Linked DNA regions of Anas platyrhynchos: region 1 is linked to region 2. Evidence: chromatin contacts called from public Hi-C data. All regions are on one chromosome and are shown on one strand. The core of a region is the stretch at or near the end of the contact, and the rest is flanking DNA. Distances in the headings are between cores, read along the strand shown. Region 1 overlaps TSPAN5 (tetraspanin 5). Region 2 holds the start of TSPAN5 (tetraspanin 5).

Region 1 (3,400 bases), core at 652-3,151, 72 kb after region 2:
CGACACCAAGCTGTATGGACATGGGTGACAGGGAAGCCTTCTCTCCCACATAGTCTCAAGCCTAAGTTCCTGATGTTGCAGTGAACTCGTGTTTCTTTGGGGTGGGGGAGAGAAGAGTGGGCTCTTTAAAATCTGCTGCTCACTGACAATTTTTTTGTTTTAAACCACCAGTTTGAAAGCTGTTGAGCCGTGAATCTCTACTGTATTCTTGATCCTGAGTAACAAGTGGACACTTTTTAAAAATTGGTGTATTCAGTGGGACAGAGTTGCATCATTGTAGTCTGTGGATATGCTGTTTATTCTTCATGTCATGAGCTCTACGATAGCTGCCAAATATTCCCAAGATGGTCTCTCTCCTCACCACTCTGTAAAGGAGCAATCTTCTTGTTTTCACAGCTAAACATAGCTACAGGCCTAAACCCATCAAGCAGGAAGCAACTTTCTATGCATCTATTGTACAGTATATGAAAATGTTTTTAAAACTAAGGATTTTTTTTTTTTTTTACACAAGCTTACAACCATTTCCCTGTTGTACTTTGATGTTGGAATCGGCAAGCTCACAGGGAGAACTGTCTAATTTTATCAACATCTTTTTTCCTTTCTACACCCTTGTATGAAAGGAAAGGAGTTTTATATTTGACGAACAAAGGTTGTAGATCCTTTGGTTGCTGCCATACTTTAGGACATCAGTTTCTTAAGGCAAGAATGGGATATAACTGTATAAATGTATGAAAGCAGTGTGGATGTTGGGTCCAAGTGAATAATATTATTCAAAGAATGAATTATATATTAACTTAAATCAAAGCATATGTATCTGATATGGCTAAATTTTTTGTTTCTCTGGAATTTAGTGTAACCTAATGTATTTAGGGATCTCACTAATATTAGTGCTTTGAAATACTTGTGCAAAACTTCTTTTAAGATAATTCCTTGGTCTGTTCCTATCTGAGGCTTTGGTCTTTCTCTCTTTTTCTTTTTTTTCCTTCAATTCTTTTTTCTTGCATGAGCTGTGGAGTAAGTACCTGTGACACTCCAGTGCTTTAAATCTGTGCATATGTTTTAATACAGTCTAACCCAAACTTATTTATTGGTAAATGCATGTGATTATGGAAAGATCATATCCCATTCCCTTGGAAGTTGGACAGAAAACCTTTTGCCAGAAGTAAATCTATACCTTGAGAAAACAAGTCCTTGCTATAGAGATGTCTCCATTTGTTGCTCTAAATGCAACAAAAAGCTTTCTTGAAGCAATGGAATAAAAGTTTTAAAATCGAAGTGTATATTAGGATCAGCCAAGACACAGACTCTTTTGAGTCGAAAAAAGAGTAGAATTTGGAATAAAGCACAAATAGCAGAAGAATTAGATCAGACTCCATCCAGTTTGATTCATTGTTCTTCACAAATAGTAGTTAATTTCCGAACCTAACCATGGCTTGGGTAGTTTCATTGCACTTTGTATAAATTTAGCTTGTTATATGACCCTTCTCAGTATATGCAGAACTGGTCCTAAAAGCGATGAGCTTTTGGCTCCTGCTTTGTTAAAACAGCGACCAAGGGTGGTGTGTAGGACCTCACTGTAAGAGCTTAGCATCTTTGAGATGAGTTTCCTAACGAGTACGTGAAGTAGAAGAGATGAATGCGTTGTTTTCAAAGCTTCCCTGTTGTGGGGGATGGATAGGAGTCTGGTCTGATGACCTGTTGAGGTCCTTTCTGGCCCCATGACTCTTAAACGTGTGAGTATATGTACCCTTGCACATTTTGCCTTTCTGTGCTTTAGTTGGCTGTGTTTTATCCCTGTCCAAAGGTGGGCACACTGTTCCACAGATGCCACAGATAGTCCTGTTGCCCTCCTGTCTTTGAGTATTACCTCATCCTCTTCTGGTTAACTCCCACTGACTGGCTCTGAATCAGGCAGCCTCCATATCCTATGGTATCTGCTGTTAAAGGCCAGCCGTGACTCAGAGCATTTTTAAAAGCCTTTGAAAGCAATTATAATTCACTGTCCTTAATAAAGTTGGTTCCACCTCACCGCAGTGTTACGTTTTTCTTAGCGCTCCTCATCTTGAGGAGTTACTGGTGTTCATTTCCCCCAAAGGGACACACCATTTTGCCTGATAGCAGCAGGACAGACAGGTCATCAGCACTTAGGTTGCTGCACTGTAATGAAATGGTGCGGGGAGAAATCAGGGAAACGTGGTTCAGGAAGTAACTCCTCCACCCAAGAGCCTTGGTTGTGACCCAGCACTTCGCTGTGGAGAAAAGAAAAAAAAAAAATCTGCATTACAGAAACATTCCTTGTTGCCACTGATCTTGAGTACTGCTGTTGCTGCTGTGAGCTTCTGAAGACAACTTCCATTCCTCTACTTGAATTTCTGCAGTTGTACTGTATTGGCCTTCTGACTTGTCACGCTCTCCTCCGAGGTCCGGTCTGCTCGGCGTGCCCTTGGCAGTGTCAGGCTGATAGGAAGGTAAAAACGATCTGAGGTGAGCAAGTCTTGTTCTCACTGCTTGCATGTGTACACGCAGATGTGCAGCATTTCTGCTGAGTCCCAGAGTGACTGTTCTTAATAAAAACCACTAAATAAGGTATTTTTCTAGACCTTGTCTTTATTGCTGCAGATGCTGACACCCTCCCCCCCATAACTCCTGAGAGATGGTCTTATTTTTTCTCATTTTTGCAGTTGCTTGATGGATGCATACTGAATGTTCAGGATTAGCTGCCTATGTTGCACATTTAAATGCCACATTTTTGTCTACGGATCGGGTAAGATGTCCTGACAATGCCCGATCTACTTACAGCTTAGGCGTCCAGTTCGGAAAGCTTGCGGGAGGCCTTGGAAATCCATCTGTAATTGTCAGAGCCTACCAAAACCGATCAAGCTTTCTTCCAGAAAACCTTGCAAAACGTTCAGGTGAGCACAACTAGAGCACAACCGCTGGCTACACGGGCTTATTTTCCAGAGCAATAAGGTACGGTAGGCAGTATGGCTTTCTGGCAATTTCTAGCTTGCCCGATGTGGTGGAGGTCAGCGTCACCATCCTTACCGTGCGGTGGTTGTTCAGAAATTTGTTGCCAGGCTTGTGGCCCTTTGTGGAGCACGAAACCCCTTTGCTGGGCAGTCTGTCCGTGATGGCAGTGTCGCTGGCGGGAGGTCTGATCCCTTCAGCCCCAGTTTTAAAGCCATTTTCCTGTCAGAGGGCATCCCGGTCCTTGTTCCTCCTCTGCTGCTTTCTAAATGCTCTCCGTACTCACAAGCCTTTGTTTGCTGCTTCTTTTTTTTTATATATAGCTTAATGGACAAATGTTTGATTTGTCTGAGTGTGCGTGTGTCTGTTTCTGTAGCAGTTGAGATCTTTTTGCTTCAAAACCCATACTTTTGGTAGTGCCCCTTAGAGTTTG
Region 2 (3,754 bases), core at 627-3,126:
ACAAAATGTGTTTGTAAACCAGAGAGGCTGCTGCAGGTGCAGAGGACTCTGTTCCAGCTGGCACTCTGAAAGATCAATTACCTACATCAAAGCTGTTCTGCTGCCTTTGCTGTCTGGTTGCTCATTTCTGAGGCTGCACAGGAACCGTACACACAAAGTGAATTAAAAAGACCAGGGCTCTGTGTTCAATACCCTCTTGAAGTGTGCAGTCTAACCATTAACACTAGAAGTCCTAAATTCTTCTTAATCTGATCAGATGGTGAGAAAATATGAAAAGCTTTTGACTTTGAAATGACACTTGGCAATGATGATACTATTCTCGATTGAAAATGCAAATGAAGGCATGTAATGCGATGCTATAATTGACGTAGGTTGCATTTCTTTTTAAGCTGTTGATCAGGAGTGAATGGTTTGACAGGTAAACCATCAGAGATTGTTATTGAATTTATTGTAATAAATATTATTCCGCAATATTTTCCTGTTGCCTGTGAAGCATTAAAATGCTAAAGGGTGCCAACATGTGGTGTTAGCAGGGTGTTGTGACAGCAGCATTATCAATGTTTGTACAGGTTGTCACCAATATTTGAAATCACTTGTAAAAACAGCACCTCAATATAATATTCTATTACCATACTGTACATGGTGATAGGCTTTTATTCCTTGGTACAGAACCTATGTATTACTGATTATCCATCCTTTCCTGCTCTCTTCCCAGGAGTGGTCTTGCAAAGACACAAAGTTAACAATAACAAGATACACAGGGTTATTGATCATAAGGTAACCTATCCCATCACAGTTAAAATGTATAGGTATGTGTCGCGTTAATTTCTCATTTACCATTTAACACATGGCTTGTTTTCATGGATCTATTTCATCGATCTATTTCAGTGAATGCTTCTTCTCTTCTCTTCTCTTCTCTTCTCTTCTCTTCTCTTCTCTTCTCTTCTCTTCTCTTCTCTTCTCTTCTCTTCTCTTCTCTTCTCTTCTCTTCTCTTCTCTTCTCTTCTCTTCTCTTCTCTTCTCTTCTCTTCTCTTCTCTTCTCTTCTCTTCTCTTCTCTTCTCTTCTCTTCTCTTCTCTTCTCTTCTCTTCTCTTCTCTTCTCTTCTCTTCTCTTCTCTTCTCCCTTCTCTCTTAAAGACCCATGCCCAAGGCCCCCAAACCAGCTCGAGGTGATGCTGAACCGAAGCCTGCCTCCCGCCCTTCTCACAATATCCTACTTCTGAAGCACGTTGTCTTGCAGCCTCATCGAGGCGGGAGACCTAATTCGTCATTACAAAGAAGCCTTCCATCTTTTCAAGTAAAAGCATCGCACTTATCGCAGGGCCAGGAAGCTGAAGGCTGGCAGCGCTGAAGCGACGATACCCTTCAGCCAAAAAAAGCATTGTTCAGTGGCTAATGTTACATGTTAGGTGGCTAACACCGGACTGGGTGTGCTCTGAATCGCACGAAGCGCATGAACGCATCTAAGCGACACGAGGCTGCGGTGGTTACATTAAATATAAACGTGTTAAATGTAAACGTGTTAAATGTAAATACGTTGAGTATGTTAAGTAGGAATGTGTTAAATATAAATACGTTAAACATGAATTCAGTGCCCATTTTGCCGGGGGAGGCATATCGGGGCTGTACGAAGCGAAAAAAACCCGCACTTTTAACAAAACCCCTCAGCTCCCCCCCCACCCCCGGCCGCCATTTCAGAGCCGCCCCCCCCACCCCTCGCAGCCCCCTCGGGGCCACGCACCCCGGGGCAGCCAGCGGGGCCTCCGCGAGGCCTGATTGGCGGAGCGGGCTGTCAATCACGCCCGGGAATCCGCCCCCTCGCGGTCCCCCCCCCCCCAGCCCCGTTCTCCAGCCCCCTCAAAATGGCGCGGGGCGGGGCCGCGCGGCGGCCGTTGAGCGCTGCGGGGGCGGCGAACGGGAGGGCGGCGGGCGGCGGCTGCGGGAGGGCAGCGCCGAGCCCCCCGCGCCTCTGCCCGGGCGCCTCCCGGCGGCTTCCCCCCTTTGCTCCCCGCCGGGGCCTCCTCCTCCATGCGGGAGAGGAGGAGGAGGAGGAGGAGGAGAAGGAGAGGGAGGAGGAGGGAGCTGCTCGCCGGCCATCCCCGGCGCCCGGCGAGTCGGAGCCCAGCCGCCGCGCTGCTCCTGCCGCATCTCCCCGCGGCGCGCAGCCGGCGCTGAGCCCTCTCTCCTTCCCCTTATCTATTTTTTTTTTTAATTTTATTTTTTTAAAATTTTAATTTTTATTTTTTCATTTTTATTTTTTCATTTTTGTTATTATTTTTTTAATTTTTTTCATTCTAATTTTTTCGCCCCCTCCCCTTCTTCTGGTTCTCTCCCCCTCCCTGGCCGCCAGCAAAGTGTCTTCATGAGCCCAGAGGATGTCCGGGAAGCACTACAAGGGGCCTGAAGTCAGTTGTTGCATCAAATATTTCATCTTCGGCTTCAATGTCATTTTCTGGGTAAGCGGCCGGGCTCCTCTCCCTCCTCCTCCTCCTCCTCCTCCTCCTCCTCCTGGGGGGACGTGTCCTGACACATCGTGACATTTGGCCTCGAGGACGGGGCTGGGGATGGGGTGTCCCCCTCCTTTTCCCCTTTTTTCCCCTTTTTTTCCCTTTTCCCTCCTCTTTTCCCTTCCCTTCCCCTGCCAAGTGCGGCCGCTGCATTCCTGCGCCTGCCGGGGCTGCTTGCTCCCCTGCCCCGCCGACCCTCCTAATTGCTTTTGTTGTGGGTGCCAAGAGCTTTTCATCCTTAAAACGATAATAATTTGATTTTTCATCTCCCCCTCCTCCCCATTTAGACCGGTTTGTGGTGGGGGAGGGCTCAGCCAAACGCATGGGCCTGGAGCGGGGATCGAGCTGTGTGTCTGCATGGTGATGTGTTAGTGGGGAAAAATAAATCGTGGCTCAAGTTCTCCCAACAAACAGGGGAAGGGTTACACAACGCCGGGGCCGTGCACGGATCCGATCGCTCTGTGCCCACGGTTGGGGTGTCAGTGGGGCTCCTGGCCACGGTGCTCGGTCCTCTGCTGGCACCAAGGCTCGTGGTGCTGTGCCGGCGCTGGGCACCGAGCCGTGTGGTGAAGCGTCACGGGGGTACGGTGGTATTTCTAGCATCTTCTCGGTGTGACGGGCTTGAAAGAGGAGCAGCTGGGTCCGGATGTGCAAGCAGTCGGGTTTGGAGGTGTGTTATTCAGAATTTTGTGCTGAGGGGTGAAGTGTTTGCACAGGAGCGCTGCATGGAGTAGCAAAGTTGGGTGAAAGCTTCTCATGAGATGCTCCATTTAGCGATGGCAAACGTGCACAAACCCACGTAGGGTAAATATGTTCCGAAGGAACTCTGAAAGTGAGATGGGCACATACTTCACACATTGTCTTTTTTGGACCATAAAGGTGTCTTGGCTCACCCCCTACCACCACCTTCTTCAAGATGAAGGTGAGGAGTAATGGAGGAGAGGAGCCTCCTTGCTAACGCTAAGCTTGTGGTCGCCGCTGTGGTGAGAACAGAGGAAGGTGCTTGGTGGAGAAGTGCTTGTAGCTAACGTTTTGTCTGTGTTCCTGGAAAGTAAAGGCGCCTGGAGAGGATGTTTTGGAAGAACGGGACTTTTGATATTAATCACGCTTTTACAGTGAAATGCCTTTCCTTAACCAAGAAGGTACATTGGTAGAGTGAAATTGACTGGGGTTGCGTGCCTGTATGTCAAAGTGCACTTGGCCTAAGAAACAAGCCTGCGGTGACGACTCCTTCCAAAGCACTATC

The links. Hi-C and Micro-C count contacts between places; a contact is called where the count stands out from the background.
Region 1: a Hi-C map of F1 follicle shows a contact between it and region 2, with 2.8 times the contacts expected there. The contact joins the enhancer-like site here to the promoter of TSPAN5 in region 2. A contact is called at or near these places in 4 of 8 Hi-C or Micro-C datasets (F1 follicle, liver, skeletal muscle and 1 more).

The regions. Positions count from the first base shown.
Region 1 is chr4:10,985,975-10,989,374 of IASCAAS_PekinDuck_T2T, forward strand. It overlaps TSPAN5 (tetraspanin 5), which reads left to right. Exons shown (of 8, transcript XM_027457262.3): 8 at 1-3,400. Among named protein-coding and RNA genes, the nearest start is that of TSPAN5, 72 kb to the left of the region's middle. Within about 2 kb of position 1,902, at least 4 of the 8 cell types and tissues checked have an H3K27ac peak or open chromatin away from gene starts, as enhancers often do.
Region 2 is chr4:10,914,292-10,918,045 of IASCAAS_PekinDuck_T2T, forward strand. TSPAN5 (tetraspanin 5) reads left to right here and starts at 1,877. Exons shown (of 8, transcript XM_027457262.3): 1 at 1,877-2,457. The coding sequence starts at 2,377.